3 separate regions of the Mus musculus genome follow, and regions 2 and 3 are each linked to region 1. A link is a contact called in public promoter capture Hi-C data. All regions are on one chromosome and are shown on one strand. Each heading gives the region's core, a stretch centred on a gene start, on an enhancer-like site or on the middle of the called end of the contact. The rest is flanking DNA. Distances are from core to core; before and after follow the strand shown. Region 1 holds the start of Strbp (spermatid perinuclear RNA binding protein). Region 2 overlaps Nek6 (NIMA (never in mitosis gene a)-related expressed kinase 6). Region 3 overlaps Gm39799 (a long non-coding RNA gene).

Region 1 (3,880 bases), core at 449-2,948:
CCTTTCCTTCAGTATAAGTACTATTCCTTTACATTTTCTACTACAAAATACCCTTTCTTCTGTCCCCTGCCTACTCCTTTCATTTCCTCTACATCCTACTACTGATTTCCCTTCAAACATACCCCCTACATCCTACTACTGATTTCCCTTCAAACATACCCCCGCTTCCATCTTCCTCCTCATTCCCAACTTCTCTCCACACCTCCTGCCCTGGGAATATTTCCATTTACACACACACACACCTTACCTACCACTCCCATATTTCCTCTCCCTCCCTTCTGCTCACCACCCCACTCTCCATCCTGCCACACACCCCATCCCTTTCCAGGGTGCTCCCAACCTCAAGGTTTCCTCTTCTGCTGGTGCCCACTAGAATTTCTCACACAAACACCCTCCGCTTCACTCACTTCTGCTGCCCTTTTACTGCTACACACACCTCCTGCCTTGACATCTCTCTCCACCCAACCTAAAACCTCCACATAACCTCCTTATCCCCATTTCTCTCCCAAAGCCCTCAAACTCAGTACCTGTGTAAACCACTCCTCCTCCCACTTGCTCTATCCTCCTCTACCCTGAATACAGAACCAAGCCATTTTCCCCAAGCCTGTCAACCCCTTCCTGTCTCCTTCCATACTTCCCAGCCAGATACTCACTAGGGAACTCCTGACGTCCTGGGCGCACACACACAGACAGACATCTCCTGCCTGAATACCCTCAATTTCAACCGCCACCATTTGAGAGAACCCCCTCCTCTGACACTCCTTCCCTCCATCTTTTGGGGCTCAGCCTGCTCGCCACACTCCCAGCTACGGACCCCTCCTCCGCCATTTCCCTTCAGGCGTCCGGTGGCCTTCCCGCTGCCTGCCCCATTCTCTGCCCCTCACAAGCAGCGCTAACCAGGGCATCTGCTCCTTCCATTTCTGCCTAGAGGTGCCCATCTTGTCCCTCCCTCCACCACCTCACTTGCCCCTGCCCGCCCCAAATCCCCCTACACACCCATCCGAATCCCCAAACGGAACGTCCTCCTTCCCTCTCGAGCCCGACCTAGGCCCCCATGGGTCCCCCAGGCGTGCCCTTGAGGCCCTGGTCACCGTGGGGCCGGGTCCCTCAACGCTCCCTTACACCCAAATCTGCCCACACCCTGTGCCCGCCCCCCGAGCCTCTCCCCAGCTCTTGCCCGCAACGTCCTCCAGCACCTGCCCCGAGTCCGGAACCCTCCCACCTCCCCAGAGCTGGCGCCCCGCACGCTGCCCACGCCCTCGGGAGGTTCAGGGCCGGGACCCGCGACCCCGACCCCGAAAGCAAGCAAGGCGACCCGCAGTCCTGACGCGGACCGGCCGGGTACCGCGGCGGCGACCACAAAGCTCAAGCCGCGGGGCTGGGATTGCGCCGCGCTCCTCGCCTCAGCAGCCGCCGCCGCTGCTAAGGACGCACAACAAACAATGCGGGGCCCGGGCAGCCTCCGCCAACTGCCTCAACCGCCGCCTCAACCGCCGCCCGCCCGGGACGGCCCGCCGCGCAGGCGCCGGCCCCGCCGCAGCCTACCCGCGCCGCCGCGCTCCGCCCGCGTCCGCTCCCCGCTCCCGCTCCGCCGCCGCCGCCACCTCGTCCGCCCGCGTCTCCGGCTCCTCAGCACAGCGGCGGCGGCTGCGGCGGCTGCTGCCTTGGTGGCGCTCGCGGATCCGAGCTCGGCTTCGGCAGCGACCGCGGCGGCGGCGGCAAGCACGTGACGCCGCCGAGCACGCCCATTGGCCGATCCAGGGGGCGGGGCCCGCGGCTGCTGGGGAACGGAAAGCCCGCCCCATCGCCCTCCGCGCGCCCCCTGCACGCGCGCTCTGCCGCACCTGAGAGCTCCGGCCAGCGCCCGCCGCCGCCGCGCCGCGCTGTCGCCTGCGTCAACTGCGCACCTGGGAGCGCGCAGGGCGCTCAGGCCCGCGGCCGCCGCCTGCACCTGCGAGACCGCTTACGTAAACTGCGTCCCGCCCACCTCGCGGCGCCTAGCCCGGGCCGCAAACCGTACCTGAGCCCCGCTGTGCCTGCGGCGGTAAGCGTTGCTGGGCGGAGGCCAACTGCTGAAAAGAGCTAAGCGCGCATTAACTTCGTAACTGCAGGTTCTGAGAGCTGCTCCCGGCCGCAATGAGAGCCGGCTTCCCCAGGTTCTGCGTCCCGGTGCGGGATGCTTCTCCAGCTCCAGCCTCGGCCTTTACGCTAACGGAGTAAGCGCCGCAATGCCTCCCGGGTGGAGGAGGGGCAGGCAGTACCTTGGCTGAGTAAGAGACTCCGATCCCTCCTTGATTCGCTCCCCCTCCCACTTGCCGGTTGTGTGACCTTGGCCAAGTTACCGAACCGCTCGAGCTTCAGTTTCCACTTCACAAAAACTAAAACTGTAATTCCTATTTAAGAGCCGTTGAGCAGATGGCATAAAACAATAGATATGAATTTTCCTGGCACATAGCAAGCACTGAACAAAAATCAAAATCTCCTCTCCCTACTCCACCCTTAATGGCCCGGGAAATCCTTTCCCTCCTTATTTCCCTCCTTAGGTCTGGAGTAGTCTAGCTAAACACCTACCCACTTTGTTCCAACGGTGGTACTGGGAAAGAAATAAAAGGTTCAAGTTTTATTTTACAGCTCTACGTTGGCATCTTCTTAGTGCCTAGCATTCTCCCAGGGGGTTCAGCCCATGCTTAGTGTGTGTTGCATGCTCCACACTCGGCAGGGTGCTAGAATGCACTGAAGAATAAGTCAAGGTCCTTAGCCTAAAGCAAACCTAGCAAAGAACCCCACTTAATTTGAGCAGACAGTAGGGGACTGACCTCCCACACTCCCCCTGGTAGGTCCCCTTCTCATCTTGCTCCTGTACCAGACTCAAATATTAACAGCTCTGGACTGGAAATGATTCTCAATAATACTTGCCTGACATGGACAAAGTCCAGGGTTGCATCCACAGCACTACCAAAATATATGACCTCAGTACTTCATTCACAGAATATGTTAATACTTAGAGTTAAAAAGCTTTGAGTATGGCCTTCAACTTCAGGACATACACACTTCCCATTGCCCCTCCTTGACACTTCATTAACAACAAAGCTGTCCTTTCCTAGCTATCCCCAGGTCTGTAACATATCCCTGAAGTCTATGCTAAGCCCCAGATCACTATGTCTGATTGGCACCTCATTCTAGCCTTCTGGAAACCTGGTTGTTCTATCAGTTTAGAACATACTCCATCTGGAGCCCCTTGACTGCCCTGAGACACAGGTCCAGACTCTTCCTGCTTGTGCATCACCAGTTCAACAATGCCTTGTTATGTCACCAAGCTGTAGTTTAGCTCAGTCTCTTCCCTGGATTGTAAGCATCTTGAGGAAAGGTTCATCCCTCTGCCTGAGTAAAGTTAGGAAAGACCACATACACAGAGGATGAGATCACTAAAGCTGGGTTTTACAGTATAAAAGGAAGTCTGCCAGGGGAGAAGAGACACTGCAGTGCACAATACAGGTTTGCTGTGCACTAGCTGTGTGACCTTGACAGATCTAGGTCTTAGAGCCCTCATCTGTCATTTTGCATACCTCAGAGTACTGTTACTAGGAGTCAGTGAGACTACATTTAACATATGTGGCCCTTAGAATTCTAACACTTATAAATTATATTTTTTAAGTAGGCAGAATATATGGCATTAAGGATTCAATAGTATCTCTTGTTTTGTTTTTTATTGAACTTTTAACTCCAAACACTCAGGACAAAAACAAGCAAGTGAGGGTAGGCTAGATGTCTCAGCAGGTATAGGTGTTGCTGCCCAGCCTGACAAACCTGAGTTAAAATCCCAGAGCCCACATGGTTTAAGGAAAGACCTTACATGTTATCCTCTAACCTACTTCCACAG
Region 2 (3,880 bases), core at 591-3,090, 840 kb after region 1:
TGCAGGGTAGAAGTGGCTCTTGTTCTGGGGAAGGCAGGTGTGGCCTGTGGAGCGAGGCCTGGAGCAGGCCCGGGGGCAGTCGATGCTATCCTCACACCCTGTAAGAGCACAGAGGACATGGTGGCCTATGGAAGGGCTACAACCCAGCCTGCCACTGTACCTTTGACTCTTCTGTGTCCTCTGCTGGGAACTCCTTTCCTCTCAGTCCAGCCCTGCCCACCTTTCCAGCTATTGAGAGGGATGGAGGGGTACTTGGTAGCAAGAAGCTGTGTGTGACCGCTCTTCCCTCTTCTTGAGGCTCTGTTAGATGCCTTTCTGGCCTGTGGCCCCAGTAAGAACAGGGGCTTTTGTTTATGGCATCCTGGGTTTCCCAGTTTTCAGCTCGGTTTCTGCGTAGAAGAGGCATCTGAAGGGCTTGGAGAAGAGGGGGAGGAGAAAGAAAGTCTGGGAATGCTCTACTAAGACCACAGTTCCTGGACCTATGGCCTTGTTCTAAAGAGCAAAGCACAGTAGGAGAGTAAGGATGGAATCAGAACAATGGCCCCACTGTTTGGGTGTCTGTTGGGAGCCAGGCTCAGAGCTGAGCACTTCTGACCCTTGTAATGTCATCTAGTCCTCTAGCATTCTGGGAGAGGAGATGCTGTCCTTGTCCCCATGTAACCTATGAGAAGACCTGGGCACATAGTGGGGGATGTGGCAGAGACGGGGCTCAAGACTGGCGTTGGTGTTTGACAAACCCTCTTTCATGGTCAGCAGATAGGCCTTGTCCAGCATACAAATAATAGGAAGAGCCAAGCTGTCATTTATATTAAAGACCCGCCCCCTTATGCATGTTAGTGCGTCCATGTGTGTGAATACATATGGGGGTCCAGAGATCAACCTCAAGGGTTAGCCCTTGCCATCTACCTTATTTGAGTCTCCTTGTCTGTGGCTGCATGCACTAAGCTAGCCAGGCTGCAAGCTTCCAGGGATTCTGCTGCCCTGTGCTCCCATCTCACAGAAGGCGCGGGAGTACAGACACACTACTGTGTCAGCTGACTTGGGTCTCACACTTGCTCAGTGAGCCTTTTCCCCACTAAGCCCGAGAAGGGCTAAGCTTTTAAAGGGCCAACAAGGACTGTCGTGCTTGGTGGGGTAGAACATGGGGATAAGGGAAGGATCTCTCTTCCCTCCTGGCATCCAGTGTCCAAGTGCCAGGTGTCCAAGAGCTCGGGGGTTGGGGTGGGGAATCCCTTTGATTGAGTTGTCTAGGGCAGAAGGGATGATATCTCCAGGCTGGAGGAGCTGACCAGGCCATCCCAGAGCAGGTTTTAAGCTACCTGCATTGGCTTCCATACCGTCTGGTGGCCACTGCCGCCAGCTTGTACTCCCTGGTAAGCAGGAGGCTCTGTAGGGGTTGTGACAAGTTCCATTCACCATGGAGGTGGCAGTCCCAGCTATTTTTGGAGCAGTGTGAGGTGGGGGAGTTTCCTTTTGGTGGTGCTTGGGGACAAGAGTCTTGGGAAGGGGAAGTCCCCAGCATAGGCAGAAAGGGCCATGTCCCTCACCCTCTGGCCATTTGGATCCCTGGAGACTTAGGGCACTGTACCAGCCCTCAACCCTCAGCTAAGTAGACTTGCCCTGGGGCTGCTCACTTCAGGAGGTACCAGACCAGCCAAGCTCCTACCACAGGGAACTCTGTCCCCCTTTCCTGCTACTTGCACTCCTGGGGGCTTGCCCAGCTAATAACAGGGAGCCAGACCCTAGAAACCTCCAGATCCTGAACTCAGAGGGTTACCAGACCTAGCTGCACCTCTGTTACCCACTGCTTCCTCAACTGCCTGCCAGCAGGGGCAGCCAGAAACAGCAGCACTGCCACTTGCCTGAGAGACCTTTGCCACTGCTGTGGGGCACGGCAGGTGCTGCCAGCCAGGATCCTGTTAAGCAGTCCCCAGGCTTTGTTAGAACTCCTGGGGTAGTGGTGGGGACAGGTGGAGCACATGTCCCTGGGGTAGAGTCTGAAGCTAGGGGTGGTCAGGTGGCCCCTAGGGATGGCTGACACTCTGCTGGGCCTAGGGACAAGCTTGAGACAGACCTTGAATCTGGAGCCACTTGGGGCTACTCTGCTGGTTTTCTCCACCTGTTGTTGCTTGTAGGAACAATAGTGTCTGAGAAAGGACATGGGATAGATGGATTTCTACTCTTCAAGAATCTCTGCCCTGAAATGTGGCTCTGGCCAGTCTCTTCTCCTGAATCCACTGGTAACCTTTATCTAACAGTCCTCTGTGCCCACTGAGCTCTGGGGATGAGTGACTTGGTTTCTACCTTTGAGGGAAGGGAAGGGAAACTTCCCAAAGGGCCAGAGCCAAGGGGCTATCGACACACTGCAGGCAGGAGAGGGAATCTAAGAGTGCTGCCTGGAGGAGGCCGTGCGGTTGGGTATTGGGGTAGGAGTGAATTTTGCCAGGAGACCATTTACTTCAGACATAGAAGAGCCTGCCAATGCCTGGAGAAAGCTTCATTTCTGAGGTGGAGGCACAGCAGGAGTCACTGAGGTGGAAAGTTTCTTAGAAAGCCTGGGGTAGCTTCTGGCTCCTGGTGATTTCCAAAGATCACTTTAGACTTTCAAAGAGAGTCAGGGCTGGGACCACACAATTCCCATTCTTACCAACTTGATAGGCCATCTAACTTCCCTGTGTCTCAGTTTCCTCATCTATTAAATGGGGGTTGTAGACAGCCACAGGAGGGGATGTGTGCATAGGACACATTTAGCAGATCTCAGCTTTATCTTGAGTAGTTTAAACCAGCACCCCCCCCCCCACGTGGGACTCCACCCTCTCACTCTTCCTCTGAGAAAAGAGTGAGATCATTAGCGTCCCTTTGTTACCCAGGAAAGGTAACTGAAATGTGACTAGGAACTAGTGTTGATTTTTACAAGTCCTGGGAGCTTGTGTCTGTGTGGTAGAAGGTTTTGAATGATAACTTCTGTCTGACCTTTGGCTGTAGGGATTACAAGGCTTTGGGGAGATTCTCCACCCGCCAGTGAGAATGTATCTAGTCAGCTCTCATTTGTGCCAGACCTGGGCAAGGCGTGCTGGTGCTGGTGCTGGTGCTGGTGCTGGTACTGGTGGTTGGTATCTGTGAACCACCACGGTTAGCAGAGTAACAATCAATTGGAGGCAAGAAGGCAGTTTGGTTCAACCTGACAGTAGCCAGTATTGACTCAAACTGTGAGAGTCTGATCCAAGTAGTTTATCTTAAATGTATTCAAGCATGGCACAATTTGGTGAAAATGTTCCTGGTGATAGATAATTAAATCAATCCTGCATGCACAATAAAGCTTAAGACATGACTGCATGGAAACTCTTTGTAAAGTACATGTGATATCTTCAATAAAGGTGGGTTCTGTAGATTGACCAGCTCAGGATAAGGGGCGAGGAGCATCTGATGTGGTTCTACAGTGCAGAGGCCACCAGGCTATTAACCACATCTGCCACCTGCATTCTGAGCAGATAACAGATTGTGCATGTCTGCTTTTGTGTTTTTAAGCCCCTGTGTTTAGCATTCCTGGTTCCGTTGGTACATATCTGTGTGCATAAGGACCTCTGTGCCTCCCACAGCCTAACAGCTTGAAGATGACCCTATGGTCAGTTTCTACTCTTGACAGCTAGCTTCAGAAACAGATGTAATGACAAAGGAAGCAGTCTGTGTCCCCAAGTGTTGGTTTTAGGGGAAAATCCGTGTGGACCCTGTCATACTGGGACAGGAAAAGTTGTCCTTGCTGCTACCCAGTTGCTCACTATATCCTTAGAGAGCTCCTAGGAAAGTTTGGATGCCCCTTCTTTCTACAGAACTTTGAACTTAGATAGAGGATGACACTTGCCCAAGATCCCACAAATAC
Region 3 (3,880 bases), core at 586-3,085, 770 kb after region 1:
GAGGTCAGGTGGAACTGCATAGACTCTGGACCAAGTAGCTGATGTACTTCTGGGGCACTGGCCCCCAGGACTGTTAGCATGACCCAGCCAGAGCTGAGCACAGCCCTGTGGCCAATGATAGCCTTAGGCAGAGGCAGGGCCTAAGATTCTGGGGATGGGGGTGGGGGCATACACACCCCATCAGCCCCACCAAGAAACAATTTAAGGGAGAAAGGAGTTACTTATCCTTAAGGTTTGAGGGATAAAATCCATCATGCAGAAAAGGCAGCTTTCCTTGGGAAACACAAGCTACACCCGCACAGGTGTCTGCTTATGAACCAGGCAGTGACTCTCATCCTCCTGCACATCGCTTGGCCTCCAGGGCTTTCCAGAACCTTAGTGCAAGCTCCTATAGCTATCTTACTCTTGCATTCTGTGTGTTCGCAAAACCAGCACCTTGTGAGTGATGCCACCCTAAGATGTAGCTTAGATTCTCTGCACTATTTCTCCTGCCTGTGTTTCCACAGTGCTGGGATTATAGGCACACTCCCCCACATCCAGCCTTCTGAACACTGTAAACCACCTCGACATAACTACTCACACCCAAAACTGTGAGTTCCATACACAGCATAGGTAGGCTGTGTGGTTTAGGAAATAATGCCTTGGCCATGGTGGCACATGCCTTTAATCCCAACACTCAGGAGGCAGAAGCAGGTAGAGATCTCTGTGAGTTTGAGGCCAGCCTGGTCTACACAGTGAGTTTCATGACAGCCAGGGTCACACAGACAAGCCTTGTCTCAGAAACAAAACAAACAAAAATAATGGAGAGAAAGAAGTTGAAAGTGTTCACTACAGATGTGGGATTTTCTTTTACAAATATTTAATCCACGTCTGTTGATCTTGCTGATTAGGGTCATTAGACTAATGGTGTTTGTCTCTCTTTCTCTATCCCTCCCTTCTTAATTTATTTCTTCTCTGCCTCTATACCTCCCTAGTTCAGGAACAAGATCAAGCCTGCTTGCTTGTCTGTTCCTTATCCTATCTTTCTGTCTGTCTGTCTCTCTCTCCTAATCTCTCTTCCTCTCCTCCATGGTTTGTCTGTGCCATGGTCTCTTACCCTGTCCCTTCCCCTTATAAGCTTGTGACCTGGACTTTGCTCTGCTGTTCCATTTGAATCTGGCCAAATACAGCCACCTCAGTCCAAGCCGCATATCTCACTTCAAATACCCAGCCAGGAAGGAAGCCCAGCACTTCTGCATCCCAATGCCCAGGGAACAGCTGGAATCTAGGTCCATTTCAAGTCTAACCAACTGTTATCAAGAGATGAGAGAGAGGAGAGACAATATGGCTCCCAGCGCTTTACATAGAGGAGTAGGGTCTTAGAAAAGTGATGTTGAGAGCCATCCAGAAGGACAAAGAATGACCAGCAGGACCTGGTCAAACATGGGTTTTGACTGCAGTTCCAACTCTGGTCTCCCCCTTTTGTCCATGATCATTTGAACCTCAGGACAGTGGCTGAGGCTCAGGACTTGGGAAAAAACACTTATTGGGAGCCATGTGGTGATCTTCCGGGATCCCTGAGTTTAAGGCCCAATTATTTTTTAAGCTTGTCTGGGAAAGTTGGACAAGTCCTTGATTTCTCTGAATAGTTTTATCATCTGCAAAACAAAAATCTGGGTTCTCACAGCTGTGATATTTTAGGACCTAATCTAGCAGCACATCCCAGCTGGTCTGGATTGTCACCTGCTGGGTGAGTGCTTCCTTCCCATCTCAGCACAGAAACAGTATTGAAGGGTCTGGGCCTCCCAGGGAGGAAGTGGAACCAGGGGCCTCTGCATCCTACACACACACACACACACACACACACACACACACACACACACAATTGAAATCTCCACTGATGTGGCCTCTGCCAGTGACTCAGTGCTTGCCTTATCTGATTGTCAGGGTCGGTTCCTAGAAGTTGAAAGTCATTCTTCTACAGTCATTGCCACAACTTCGTACCACGAGGCAAGTTCTAATTCTGTCTCTCCGCCACAGAATTGGGAGGACGAAGGTGACAATGCTTGGGGTTTTCCAGGAAAAGTCTGGGCTGTAAGTCTGAGGGCCAGGCAAGACACCAAACAGTGAGAGACCAAGGACCAGTCAAGTCACGGGGACAGAACAGACCTGTGGAGAGAGCAATGGAGACAAGCTCTGGGCTCTGCCAGCTGGCCTGTGGGACCTGGGACTTCTTAGTCAGGTGCCATCCTCCAGATTTCACTTTCCAGAGTAACTGCTAATGTGGCTCATACAGTGTCTATACCCAGCCTAGAGGGTAACTAGACAGAGGGCAGAAATCAAGTTGGAGAGTGGGTCTGTTGTATCACCTGTCATGTCTAATCTTTTGACATTGAGACGTGACTTGGTCATCTAAAAACTTCACACTAAAGAACCATGCAACCAAGGTCAAACACACATACACACACACATATACACACACATGCACAGATATGCATAGACATGAACACATGCACAGTCACACATTCATCCTTGTACACCACGTGGGTACACAAACACATGTGCTCACGCATGCACATGAGAGTACACACACGCACACACACATGCATACACACCTTCAAGTTGCCCTGCTAAAGGGCCTAGAAGCTGTGGGTAATTGCCTGACATATGCAAGTCCTTGGGTTTAATCTTTATCTCTGTGGGGGTGGAGTAGGGCTAAGTAGGTGTTGTGACCTTACAATGCCTATGCACTTTGCATGCTACTTAGTCATTTCATCTTGACAATATGTTAGGTGACTGCTGTTCTATTCCTCCATTTCACAGAAAAGAAAACAGAAGTATGGAGATGGTGAGCCACTACATAGTAAATCACTGTACAGTGAACTCTATGAGGGCTGCTGATTCATCAAGGCATGTGCTTGCATTCAGCAAACATGCTCAGTGTGTGAAGGGTCACCCCACATGTGTGCACAGGAAGGAAACCTTTGATGGCAGTGTTCAGAGCATGTGACACTCAGTAGAAATGGATTCATTCATGAGCAAGTGACAGGAAGGGGACAAGAATAAGAAGCCTTTCTATGCCACCACAAGTAACTGTGTGACCTAGCCTGGCCACAGTCACCTTCCTCTGTGAAATCCCCTCACACTAACATCTCCCCCATTTAGTTCTTCCCTTCTGCTTAAGTTCTGCCATTACTGTATTTCCCTAGTAAATGCCTTCATTGACTTCCAGTCCATCTGCCCCGAGGTGATTGGCTCAGCCCTCACCTTATCATATTTTACAGATATCACATTTACTCTATTTACCAATACAGTGCCAAGACTGGATAACAAGTAGAGCCAACCAGGACCAGTTTTATGTGGGCTAAATCAGCAACATTGGTTCATACCACAAAATTCCCATGCCCCAGTGTAACTAGCTGAAGAGTGGGAACAGGCACAGTCAAGGCCCCCACCCTCACCCACACTCCAGGAAGCCCCTGCTCCCACCCCACTTACTCTGGTCTTTTAAAGCACAATTTAAGGATGATGAGCTTTGTATGTATTTGGGGGAAATCCTTAATTTTTCCTAGAGGTTTAAAAAAATAAAATAAAAATGCTAAGCCAGGCGGTGGTGACACATGACTTCAATCAGTTAGAGTACTCCAGAGGCAGAGACAGATGGATCTCTGTGAGTTCAAGGCCAGCCTGGTCTACAGAGCTAATTCCACTACAGCCAAGACTGCACAAAGAAATCCTGTCTCAAAAAACCAAAGTAGCCGGGCGTGGTGGCGCACGCCTTTAATCCCAGCACTCAGGAAGCAGAGGCAGGCGGATTTCTGAGTTTGAGGCCAGCCTGGTCTACAAAGTGAGTTCCAGGACAGCCAGGGCTAAACAGAGAAACCCTGTCTCAAAAAAACAA

The links. Promoter capture Hi-C pulls out the DNA fragments that hold promoters and counts their contacts.
Region 2: a promoter capture Hi-C map of liver shows a contact between it and region 1, with 2.9 times the contacts expected there. The contact joins the enhancer-like site here to the promoter of Strbp in region 1. A contact is called at or near these places in 3 of 39 promoter capture datasets (the HPC-7 cell line, hippocampal neurons and liver) and 2 of 115 datasets of contacts at active chromatin or transcription factors (embryonic stem cells and pancreatic cancer cells).
Region 3: a contact with region 1 is called in a promoter capture Hi-C map of liver, with 3 times the contacts expected there. The contact joins the enhancer-like site here to the promoter of Strbp in region 1. A contact is called at or near these places in 6 of 39 promoter capture datasets (the HPC-7 cell line, cranial neural crest, embryonic stem cells and 2 more) and 1 of 9 other capture datasets (embryonic stem cells).

What each region holds. Positions count from the first base shown.
Region 1 is chr2:37,701,647-37,705,526 of GRCm38.p6, forward strand. Strbp (spermatid perinuclear RNA binding protein) reads right to left here and starts at 1,699. Exons shown (of 18, transcript NM_001379315.1): 1 at 1,546-1,699.
Region 2 is chr2:38,539,926-38,543,805 of GRCm38.p6, forward strand. All of the region lies in intron 1 of Nek6 (NIMA (never in mitosis gene a)-related expressed kinase 6), which reads left to right. Among named protein-coding and RNA genes, the nearest start is that of Gm35808, 8.4 kb to the left of the region's middle. Within about 2 kb of position 1,841, at least 45 of the 459 cell types and tissues checked have an H3K27ac peak or open chromatin away from gene starts, as enhancers often do. A contact at or near this core is called in the HPC-7 cell line and liver, where this site is marked.
Region 3 is chr2:38,470,061-38,473,940 of GRCm38.p6, forward strand. The region is part of intron 2 of Gm39799 (a long non-coding RNA gene); the gene reads right to left. Among named protein-coding and RNA genes, the nearest start is that of Gm25081, 8.3 kb to the right of the region's middle. Within about 2 kb of position 1,836, at least 79 of the 459 cell types and tissues checked have an H3K27ac peak or open chromatin away from gene starts, as enhancers often do. A contact at or near this core is called in the HPC-7 cell line and liver, where this site is marked.